2 separate regions of the Mus musculus genome follow, and region 1 is linked to region 2. The links are chromatin contacts, called in public HiChIP or PLAC-seq maps. All regions are on one chromosome and are shown on one strand. Each heading gives the region's core, a stretch centred on a gene start, on an enhancer-like site or on the middle of the called end of the contact. The rest is flanking DNA. Distances are from core to core; before and after follow the strand shown. Region 1 has its middle 25 kb from the start of Mir101a. Region 2 overlaps Jak1 (Janus kinase 1).

The links. HiChIP or PLAC-seq counts read pairs in DNA pulled down with a chosen protein or histone mark.
Region 1: a contact with region 2 is called in a CTCF HiChIP or PLAC-seq map of CD8 T cells, with 9 read pairs. The contact joins two enhancer-like sites. A contact is called at or near these places in 3 of 15 datasets of contacts at CTCF or cohesin (CD8 T cells, large pre-B cells and pro-B cells), 9 of 484 Hi-C or Micro-C datasets (CD4 T cells, CD8 central memory T cells, Sertoli cells and 6 more) and 5 of 115 datasets of contacts at active chromatin or transcription factors (CD8 T cells, effector CD8 T cells, embryonic fibroblasts and 2 more).

The regions. Positions count from the first base shown.
Region 1 is chr4:101,318,812-101,324,474 of GRCm38.p6, reverse strand. No RefSeq gene overlaps it. Among named protein-coding and RNA genes, the nearest start is that of Mir101a, 25 kb to the left of the region's middle. Within about 2 kb of position 3,699, at least 30 of the 459 cell types and tissues checked have an H3K27ac peak or open chromatin away from gene starts, as enhancers often do. A contact at or near this core is called in CD8 T cells and CD8 central memory T cells, where this site is marked.
Region 2 is chr4:101,213,501-101,219,802 of GRCm38.p6, reverse strand. The region is part of intron 1 of Jak1 (Janus kinase 1); the gene reads left to right. It also overlaps the pseudogene Gm19063. Among named protein-coding and RNA genes, the nearest start is that of Gm24468, 30 kb to the right of the region's middle. Within about 2 kb of position 2,317, at least 52 of the 459 cell types and tissues checked have an H3K27ac peak or open chromatin away from gene starts, as enhancers often do. A contact at or near this core is called in CD8 T cells and CD8 central memory T cells, where this site is marked.

The DNA of each region.
Region 1 (5,663 bases), core at 2,450-4,949, 100 kb before region 2:
GCCAGGCTTACCTGAGTGCCTGATAACAAACTGCCAGGACCACAGCCTTGCCCAAAGGCTACCACAGAAAATAATCCTGCAAGGACATCTGCCCATCAATTGGCTGTTCAACTTGAACCCAAGGGGACTGGAGGTACCCTTGTGGTTGATGTTTATAGCCAAGGCTAACTGAGGTAAAGACGTTGGTGGAAACCTCCTTTGCTTCAAGCAGTGTTCTCTGGCCTCAGTCTCTTTGATCAAGTACACAACTTACTGCAGGCATGTGTTCCATCACAGTACTATCCCAGTTGAATAGTAAACATTGGAGAATCCCCCTGTTTGCTGTTTAGGTTTTGAGAATTTGAAGCAGCAACTGGAATCTAGTACAGAGGCTAAGCCCAGAGGGAAAGAAAGAGATGGAGGAGGAGGAGGAGGAGGAGGAGGAGGAGGAGGAGGAGGAGGAGGAGGAGGAGGAAGAGGAGGAAGGAGAGGAAGAGGAAGAAGAGGAGGAGGAAGAGGAGGAAGAGGAGGAAGGAGAGGAGGAGGAGGAAAAGGGAGGAAGAAGGAAAAAAGAGGAGGAAGAGAGGGGAAAAGAGAATGGGAGGGGAGGGAGGGGAGGAAAAGAAGGAAAAAGGAAAGGAGAGGAGAGGAGACATACTACCATAAACCTAAGAAGGAAATACCCTTGTTGGAGAAGCTGAATCAGTGTCCAAAAAGATCATTTCCCCCTACCATCCTGGAGCAAAAGTGGTTGGGAAAGTAGGTTGATGTCTATAATCCTAGCACCTGAAAAGTAAAAGAAGGATTGCAAAGTGAAGGTCAGGTAGGCTACAAAAAATGAAGAAAGGAAGGAGAGAGAGAGGGGAAGGGGGAGAAGAGAAGAGAAAAAAGTGAAGCGAGAAGGGAAGGGAAGGGAAGGGAAGGGAAGGGAAGGGAAGGGAAGGGAAGGGAAGGGAAGGGAAGGGAAGGGAAGAGAGGAGAGGAGAGGAGAGGAGAGGAGAGGAGAGGAGAGGAGAGGAGAGGAGAGGAGAGGAGAGGAGAGGAGAGGAGAGGAGAGGAGAGGAGAGGAGAGGAGAGGAGAGGAGAGGAGAGGAGAGGAGAGAAGAGAAGAGAAGAGAAGAGAAGAGAAGAGAAGAGAAGAGAAGAGAAGAGAAGAGAAGAGAAGAGAAGAGAAGCTATTAAGGTCAGAATTAGAAAGTAGCCTCTAACCTCCCAAATAGTGAATAGGCCCAGTAATTTTGGAGGAATTATAAGATATGGTATAGACCCTGGGTGTAAGACCAGAACTTCAAAGTTCTCTGATATATTTTAGCACCAAGAACAAACAGCATCCACTCAGTCTGGAGTATTTTAAAAACTTAGAACATTGAACTGGAGAGATGCATACTCATAAGTTTAATTCAGCAATTAAGACTGCGTACTGCATACTACAGAAGACCCCAGTTCTGTTCCCTGCCTCTATGTTGGGTGGTGTACAACCTATAACTCCAGCCCCAGGGGGATCTAATGCCTCTATAACAACAACTTCAGGGGGATCTGATGGCTCTGACCTCTATAGGTGCTTCTCATCCACATACCCACACCCATGCCCATGCCTGTGCCTATGCCTATACCCAGACACATAATTAAAAGCAAACTAAAATAAGGGCAGTGCAAATGGGACATCTGTATCATATTCCCTAGTCCAAGGATCAAGGACCATCATGGAAGAGGGGTGGAAAATTCTAAGACTCAGAGGTCAGGGAGGACTGGAGAGAAACAATTTCTTCTTGACATTGCAGGACCACCCCACCCATGACCTCACAGCAGCTGGAGTTGCCTACACAAGACATGCACAGGGACAAGGCAGTCAGCACTCCAGCAGGGAGGGGGAGGGACTCATGAACCCCTACCCCAGCTGATGTCTTGGCAGTTGATGGCTTCCAAGGGTGTGTGTGTGTGTGTGACAGTTTTCTTTAAGGGTGTGGTCCATGGTAGGCCCACTACACTTCAGTGGATGGTCCCACACAACATAACAATATAGGAAGCACAGACTGGGGACAGTGGGCTGTAGAAATACGAAGAAGTCAGAAAGTTTGGGAAGGGTAGGGAATGAGAATGGACGGATCTAGGAGGAGTTAGGGGGAACAGTATCCGGGCAGTGCATGTAATCAAAATGCATTGTGTGCATTTGTGAAATCATCAAAGGATTGATAACAATTATATTTAAAATGATAGAACAAACCAGGAACTGTGGTGCACAGCTTTAATCCCAGCACCCTTAAGGCAGAGGCAGGGGGATCTCTGAGAGCTCAAGTCCAGCTGGGGTCAACATATCAAGTAGCCAAGAATACACGGTGAGATCTTGTCTCAAAAAGTAATAATAATAAAACAAGAGTGTTGAGGGACCTCTGTTATCCACATTGTCTCCATCATATCCAGAGGCTATGGTAAATGATGACTAAATTAGGGAGAACCAACCCTAGATGGTTAAACTACTAAAAAAAAAATTGGATATTTCAAAATAGCTATGAAAGAGCTATTACTCAAGCTTGGGCCCAGTTGCATAGGCTGTGCATGCAGCCAGTCAGCCAGGAAAGAAGTAGACCTTCTCCTGATGTAGGAGAGAAGGAGGGAGGGAGAGAGGGAGTGTGACGGTTTGAATATGCTTGGTTCAGGGAGTGGCACTATTAGGACGTGTGGCCTTGTTGGAGGAAGTGTGTCATTGTGGGTGGGGGCTTTAACACCCTCATCCTAGCTCACTAGAAGCCAGTCTTCTAGTGGCCTTCAGATGAAGATGTAGAACTCTTGGCTACTCCAGCACCATGCCTGCCTGGATGCTGCCATACTTGCACCTTGATGATAATGGACTGAACCTCTGAACCGGTAAGCCAGCCCCAGTTAAATGTTGTCCTTATAAGAGTTGCCTTGGTCATGGTGTCTGTTCACAGCAGTAAAACCCTAACTAAGACAGGGAGGCAGGGAGGAAGGGAGAAAGGAAACAGAGGCAGGGACAGACTTAACTCAACTGCAAGAACTAAAAGTCAAGAGAAGTACCAGGGAAATGATGTAAGAGAGAATGCAGTGATTAGCCAGTCAAAGAGAGTGTGGTCTTTTGGGTCTCCCATGTTTCCCCCGGTGTGGAAGGCCACTTTATACTCTGACTGAAAAAGTGAAAAATTACATTGAACGATCTCTAGAAATATTTCCAGTTCTGAGATGCAATTATTCTATCAAGTATTTTAGGGAAAGGATTTTGAGTCTCCAAGTTTTTCTGTAAACAAAATTAGTGGAAAGTTTTGAACAATATGGAACTCATAGTCAGGCACACACATGCAGCTGCCTCCTTCCTGATGATCTTGCTTTTGGTGGATAAATAGTTTTTTTCCAGTTTTAATTACATTTTATTTATTTATTTGTTTGTTTGTTTGTTTGTTTGTTTATTGTGTGTGTGTGTGTGTGTGTGCACGCAGTGTGGCACACACGTGGAAGCCAGAGGACAGTTTGCAAGGTCCATTCTGTCCTCTCACCCTGTGGGTCCCCAGGACCAAATTCAAGTTGTCAGGCTTGCCAACGGGAGCTACCTACTGAGATAGCTCACCCCAGCTTCTCGTTCTTTTTATAAGTTTTGTTCATTTATTCTTGTGTGTACAGGTGTTTTGCCTGCATATAGATCTGTGCAACACATGCATGCAGTGCCTCAGTAAGCCAGAAGAGGGTGTCAAAACCCCTGAGCCTGGACTTAACAAAAACTTAGAAGCCATCTCAGGGGTGATGGGGTTCAAACCCACTTCCTTTGGAAGAGCAGCCAGTGCTGTAAGCCCACCCCTTCCTGTCATCTCTCCAGCCCAGCATAGTTTGTTTCTTTTTCATCTATCTATCTATCTATCTATCTATCTATCTATCTATCTATCTATCTATCTATCTATCTGTTTTATTTATTTGTTTGTTTGTTTGTTTACAGACAGGTCTCACTTTGTAGAGACTGGCCTGGAATTTGCCATATAGATGAGGCTGGCCTTGAACTCACAGAGATCCATCTATCTCATAGCCTCTCTTTCAATCTCTCTCTCTTTCTCCCTCTTTTTCTTCCTTTCTTTTACTAATTATTTAAGTTAGCATGCAAAATAATGGGTTTCATCATGAAATTGTTCTAATACAAAATATTTATCAGGTTTGTGTATGCTTGCACACGCACCACAGGACACATGTAGAGAGATCAGAGGACAACTTAGAGGAGTTGACTCCTTCTACCACTCGGGTCCTGGAGATTGAACTCAGCAGGTCTGGCTTGGCCACAAACACCCTTAGCTCCTCAGCTTTCTCGTCGGCCCCACCCAGACATTTTTGTTCTTTTCTCAGTCTTCAAGCATATGTATTGAGTTTTTATGACTATTGTAATTGCCTAAGAACACTTTCTAATGTTTGTGTGTTTTCATGACTACCTAAAATTCCATTGAGTGGACATAGTGCAATTTATTACTCCCTAGGTACTTGGTGACTCAGTTCTCTTCAGTGTTTCGTTATTACAAAGAGCAGTGCCCTAGATTTTTTTTTTGAACCCACTGCAGCTCCATTTTGCTCTTAAAAAGTACTGTTTGCACACACACACACAAAAATTTAGAGCTCATTTGGTAACAAATTCCAAAGCTCAAAGCTCACTGGGGTCACTGGGGAAGGGTGATTGGTAAGTTATGATCAGCAAGCATAGAGGACCTAGAAAGACGCCATCTCAGGTCCCTCCCTGGTCTGACTTTCCCCAGACTGGCAGTCTCCACTCACTCCCAGTTTCTTCTCTCTCACAACTTTGGCCCCTGAGAGGCTCCAGTCTGCTTTGGAGATGGCCACCCAGGTCTACACTAGAGAGATGGGAGGTAACATTGCCTGGCCAGAGCTTTTAAATCTTTGGCATCTAACTTCTGACAAGGGCAGATTCCCTGCCCTTGTGACCTGGATGGGACCTTCTGTTCTATGATGAGGCAGGATTACTTAGTGTCTGCTGTGTTCTACTCCACACAGACACATCAACAAGACAGGGCTCCTCTGAACTTGTGTGAGTCTAACACCCAGATCTACTGAGTAAGCTCCTTGCATGTGTTAGATCTTAGGGATTTTGTTTTCCTTTTATTGTACACACACACACAAATTACTAATTTAATGATTCTATGTGTACAATTCAGTAGCATTCAGAACATACCTACTGTTGTGTAAACGTCACTCCTTCCCATATGCAGAATTTTGTCACCCTTCCAAACTGTAGTCTTTAAATTACCATTTTCATAATTCCTTTAGATATAGCCCCCGAGTCCATTGTTTAGAGAAATATGCAGGTACCTAACTCCCAAAGAAGGGTGGGGGAGGGAGAACATGATCATTGGTCACTCCAAGTATCTACTGAAAATGCCATTAAAAAAAAATTACTTTGCCTGTTTTGTAAATGTGATGTCTGCATGCTGGTGGCCAAAGAGCCAGAAGAGGGCACTGGATCCCTGGAAGCTGGAGTTGTACAGATAATTGTGAGCCACCTGGTGTGGGTGATGACAACTGAACTCAGGTCCTCTGCAAGAGCAGCAAGCACTCTTAACCACTGAGCCATCTCACCAGTCCACACCCCTTCCCCCACCCCCAGTACCAAGATCTTTAGTGGCACAGAACACTGGTGTGCATTATTTTATGTGCCCTTGTCCCACCCACCACAGGCCTTT
Region 2 (6,302 bases), core at 1,068-3,567:
GGAGGTTGATGAGGACATAGGTGGAGGTTTGGACACCGGTGAAGCATTTCATGGTGGCTGGAGGTGGAAGACTGCAGGTTCCATAGAGATACACTTCCTGATCTCATGGTGCAACTTTTCTGTTAATCATGGACGTCCTTTTTTTAGCACCTTTTTTTTCCCCAGTGCTCCTCCCCCCATCTCTGGAAGAACATCCCATTAAGAACTCTTCTGAGACAGTATAATATGTCAGATCCTGTCCCCATTTTCTTAGGAGTCATTTGAAGTCTGGAAGAGGAACATCATTAGGAAAAGTAATGGTTTTTTTTTTGTTTGTTTGTTTGTTTTGTTTTGTTTTTGTTTCTGTTTTTCTGTCCTCAGTTTGTTACAGGAAGCACACACTGACTGTGAAAGAGGACAAACTGGCAAAGGGAATTCTTGCTCTGTCAGAATTTAGAAGGTTGCTACTATTTGAAACCACCTTTAAAGGAACACACAGTATTTTGTAGCTGGAGAGGACAAGGTAATTGGTGTTGATGTATGTCTACTTACCAGTCCCATTGGGTCAGAGCTTTAAATATAGCATCTTGTTAATGTCTTTGTTTTTATGCTATTTTCTTTGAGACAGGCCCTCACCATGTAGCCCAAACTGGCCTTGGATTCATAGTCCTCCCACCTCAACCTTCCCAGTGCTAGAATTACAAGCTGTGCTACTGTCTTCAGTTGGGAGGGGGTTTTTAAAATTTGAAAACCATGTCAACATACAGAAGATTACTTGAAGTATAACTCTACAATTAAAGAAAAATACCCACATGTCCACCAGTCAGATTTAGAAAAAGGATATTGCTGGTATCTTAGGAAGTCACCAGGTATCCCACTCTATCACATTTTCTCCAGGATAGCAGCCATACCTACCCTTTTCATTAGTCATTTCTTTTCTTAAGTAAGTGCAAGCCCCAGTATATGTAAGGAATGGGCTGTGTGCCCTTGCTAGACAGAGGCTCCTAGAACAGCTTCATGCCCCCGATGAAAGTCAGTACCCCTGCATCTGATTAGATTGGATGTAGAAACCTTCTAATGAGGTAGCTATGTGAGCAGGGCTTCTCAGAGTTTGAGGGCCTGGAGGACTGAAACAGCTGTTTGGAATGGGAGAAGGTGTCAAGGGGAGGGGCAGCTCTTCTTAGCTTTTGTCCAACTCTCCACCATAAGTAAAGCAGAATACTTTAGTAAGATGCTCTTCATAGAGTCAGAGAGTAGACACGGAGAGAAAACTAGAGTCCTGACTCTCTAAGCTGTTATAAAGAAAAGTCTTGTTTAGTTACGAATGTAGCTCAGAGCCACCCAGACCTTTGGGCCCCTGACACATGTCTGTAGGGATCTTGTTGATGACAGCTTTCAAGAAAACATTCTCCTTACCCCATTCTTTCACAGGGTCTTGTTTAGCCCAGGCTGGCAGTGAATTCTTGGTCCTCTGCCTCAGCCTCCTAAGTGCTGGGAATGCATGTGTACCACCGTGCTTGGCTTCATCTCTCTCTTGAACACCACTGTCTGAAGTGTGGACTGGTTATGGTGGGCTGTGACTAACACAGACCCCCATCTTCATCTCTCTCTCTCTCTTGAACACCACAGTCTTAATATGGACTAACGGTTATGGCAGATGGCTACCACAGCTCCCATCCTGAGCTCTCTACTCTAACCCAGCAATTCCTGGAGCCTGTCTTGCTTGGTTATTTCTTGTGTGGACTCTGATTGCTTATTAGTTTCTTGGAAATTTTTTTGAGATATTTCATAAATACTGATTGACTCTGCCTTTTTATCCGAAATTGGTGATTTGGCTGCGTATGAGCTTTTAGGTTGGGAAATTTTACCTTGAGAATTTTGAGGACCCTGGATGGTGGTGTCCTTGTTTTCTCTGCAGTGCAGTTGTTTTAAGGCCTCTTAAGTATTTTAACGTCTTGATCGTCAGCGTATGGTATGCTCCATTCTTCATCAGGAGATTACAGACTTGTTCCTAGTGTTCTGTGAATCTCAGGAAAGCCCGGAGCAGGGCTGTCTTCCTCTCTTATATCAGCCCTTTCCTGCTGGCTACTTTTGGACTTGTGTTCTGGGAAATGATTCTTGCTAGTCTTTGCTGATGATTTTCATCCTTCTGCCATCTCTTGTCTTTCTTTTAGGAACTAAGAGTTGTCACCATCTGGACTAGTCCTCTTTTTATTCCTTTCTTGTCTCTTTTCAGACACAAACAATTAAGGCTAAACCTTGACCAGACTTTTCAGCTAAGCTTGTAAAAATTAAGGTATGATCTGTGTGCACCAGAGTGTACAAACCCAAGTGACTGTGCTGTTTTGAGAGTTGTGTACACAACAGAACATTACATCAATTTAGAAAGTTCCGAAAGGCCCCTTTCAGTCTGCCTTTTTCATTTCCGTTTTTTTTTTTTTAAGTGGTTGTTTTGTTTTCTGAAATGCCACTTAAGAAACTACTCTTCCCTTCTTGGCAATTTTTCTTTTTATCTATTTGAACAGTTTCACATTCTCTGTGGAGCACCCCCCCCCCCCCTTTTATACTGTGAGTTGCCTTTCTCTGTCTGCATTGGCTGCTTTCTGTAGGCAGCTGTTTACTTTAGCTGTTTGCTAGGGGTGGGTGTTGAGCTTGTGGCTGTGGCTTCTGAACTTTGAACTTCATTGGTGAGACTGGATTGAACTATTAGCTGTTAGTGTTCTGAGGTCTCTTCTGGTGAGATGGTGCCATTACTCCTGTTTCTAGAGTTGGGGAGTGGCTGCCACATCTTTGAGACTGTAATGAGGGTGTAGTTTGCAGCACCCAGAGTTTATGTACAGATGTTTGATGTGCTAGGGGGTCCCTCTGGCTTGCTTGGCATCTCTAGTCTCCATATCCTTCCCAGAAAATATGCCTGTAGACTCATTATTCTTTAGTCACAGCTACTAGCCACATAGCAACCATTTGGCTTTGTTTGTTTTGGTACTAATGGTTAGACTCAAGGCTTTGTTCATGCTGAATATGTGCTTCATCATTGAGTGACACCCTTAACCCTCATATCATTTTGAGGTGATTGATATTCACTAAGTCAGTTCTTTGGGCCAGTAGCCCCACTTTCAGTGCTCAGTGGCCAGCTGTTAGACAGGACAGGTGCAGAACAGTTTGTTATCATGGAGAAGTGTACAGGATAGTGCTGCGCTAAACCTTTGTGAGGGCAGAAGGCTGGAAACAGGATTCTTCTCCTCAGAGGTTTTTTCTCAGCCTCTTCTCTACTTGCTACTGTGTTCTGGTGAGTGCACTCCAGGAATGCACGCTGACACCTTGATGCTCGCTCCGTTGGCTTGGTCCTCTGTTCTGCCAGTATGAGTCTGGACTTCTGTGCTCATGGGCTAAGTCCTTTTCCCACACATCCACTTTCTTGTCCCCAAATGCTAGCTGAAGTTTCTCCTGTCTTCTCCTGTCACCAATTTGTAGATTTGATCCTTAAATAATAATTTAAAAAGCCTTACTTTATTTTACATAAATACTTTGAGTAGGTGCTTCATTGTAGTGGGATTTCAGGGACTGATACTGGACTGGCGTTTACTCTCACTTTAACCGGGGATCTTGACTCATTGACTCTCAGCTCTACAAATAAGGTAGAGATGTGCTGCTATTTTCAGTTTTCACTGAAGAGACAGGTGAAAAAACTGCCTCAAAAAAATCACACCAACAACTGCTAAGTGGGATACAAACTTGCATAAGATTTACCAAGTGGGATTCAGACTTACATTAATTTACCAAGTGGAGTACAAACTTACATGAGAATTTGTTTGTCTGTTTGTGGCCTAGATTGGTCTTTAATAGAATTCAGCGTGCTGCTTCAAAGTCTAGGGGGATTATAGTCTTGTTTAGTATCTTGTGTTCGGAAAAGACCACTTAAATATTATAGTTGTGTTTTAAAGATATCCATGCAGATATTTTTGCTTTGCTAAAGTCCTTAGTGGTTCTTTCTCAGAGTGTCTGTTCTCGCCCAACTGTTTATGTCTCGGTTAGTCTAGGACTTTATGCCAGTGTCCTCCCGCACAGCTGCTGAAGAGTCTGACAGCAGGAGCAGTCCCTTGTTTAATGTAAGCCTTTATTCCCTACCTCTAGTTACTGGGCTGGAGCTGTTGCCTACCTGGCTTTAGTTAAACTTTACTTTTTGTAAAGTGAATCATGCTTATCTTTGAATCTCTAGTGCCTGCCTCAATGTCTGAGGATTTGCAAATGCTAGGGTCAATTTAATTTCTTAGAAATTTGTAAAAAGTGTGTGTGTATGGGGGGGGGGTTGGGAAAAGGGATAACATTTGAAATGTAAATAAATAAAATATCCAATAAGAAAAAGAAAAAGAAAACTGTCAACTCAAAGATTAGCATTGTATCTGGAATCATTACTACATTAAATCATCATGTAGAATTCAATTTTTATTGAACCCAAAGCTTATTATGCTAACTGTGGAAAGTATTTATTCATACCCAAGTCTGTATAACTCCTTGCCTAATAATAAGACTTCAGTAATCTCTAGTTTGCATGAAAAAGGACACCTAGTTTACTTAAATAAACAGAAGCAAAATTTCTAAAAAATTTTTTGTTAAAAGGATTTATTTATTTTGTGCATATGAATATTTTTGCTCTTATGTGTGGCTATGTACCATGCGCATGCCTGGTGCTTACAGAAATCAGAAGAGGTCATTGAGTCCCCTAGAACTGGACTTACAGATGGTTGTGAGCCACCATGTGAGAGCTAGGAACAGAACATGGGTCCTCTGTAAGAACAGCAAGTGCTTTTAACTGCTGAACCATCTTTCCAGCCCCACATAATTTCTTTCTTTAAAAAGATTTTTGCTTATACTTTGACAGTTTCATAAATATATACAGTTATCTTGATCATATCCATACTCCACTATCCTGTCCCTCTTCCCCTGTATCCCTCCTCATCACATTTCCCTGTGTCTCCCCTGCCCACCTTCATATCATTTAAATATTTTTTATAACTTACTGAGTCCACTTAGTGCTCTCTGAATGTGCTCGGGTGCAGGGCCATCTACTGGAGTATGGGTAACCTGCTAAGAACTTTTAGCCAAAGAAAATTGACTTTTTCTTCAACAGCCGCCATCAACTGTCAATATTGCTCTTCAGCTAGGGGTGGGGCCTTATGAGCCCCTACCCCATTCATGCTTGAATGTTGCCTGGCTTGATTTTCTGCAGGTAATCTGATCTCTTTTTTCCTGTCTTAATATCTATTATTTTTCTGTTCATATCAGCCCCATGATATTTTCTACTGTGGAACCTTGTCTAATCTATTTTTATCTAGAATTACAAGATTGATTCTGCTTCCATAACACTTCAGTTCAAGATAAAGTATCACCTATCCATATGTGGTAGGCACATAAAAATTATTCGACTGAAACTGAGCCTTAGTGTTAAGTAAACTCATGGCAACAGACTTCCCTTTTGTTGCCTTTGAAATCTGACATGGGCAGGAGTTCCACTTTAAGCCTAATTTCCCAGCACAACAATATTATCACCCATCTTTACTTTGAAGTATTCCATTATGTGGCCACTGCACTAATCCAGGATATCTGAGAGGAAGCCTGGTTTTACCTTATGCAGTGGAATAGCTAAAACGTAGGAAATACTTGTGATGCAGGGTTATTTTTGAAACAGTTTCTCACCAATCGCTCAATTAGGGAAGTCCCAAACTACAATCGGGAACAGTCACTTTTCCTACATTTTCAAAGGCTGAAGATTTCATTTTTCAGAAGGACCGTCCATTGAGTACAAAGAGCTGTTACTATTGTAGGAACCAATTCTGCTGCCTTTTCCTGATGCTTATGTTCTCTACCAGTCTAAAGAAAATCCAAGAGTCTTCTGGTTCTTCTTCCGTTGAGACCCCAGTAGATGCTTTGGCTGCCATGTGCAGCTGGAGTGGAAGCCAGCCTTCTGAAAGCAGAAGGACTCAGGGTACTGTAGGTTACTTGGTAGATATTTAGAGAAGATCTTGAGATATAGGCTCATCGCCTTTGTCTGCCACTTCCTAGCAGTATGAACTTGGGAAACTACTTTAACCTTTCTTAAAACATAAACCGTGGGTGGGGTGAGCACTTCACAGGGCTAGTGCTGTGGTCTAGCTCTTTCATGCAGAGTGATTAGTCCAGGAAGTACTAGGCTGGTATTACCCAGCCATTCTATGGTGGGTTGTTTGGTTTTGCCTGCATGCATGTATGTGCACCAAGTGCTTCCCTGATGCCCATGGAGATCAGAGGACAGTGCAGATCCCCTGGAACTGGAGTTATAGGTT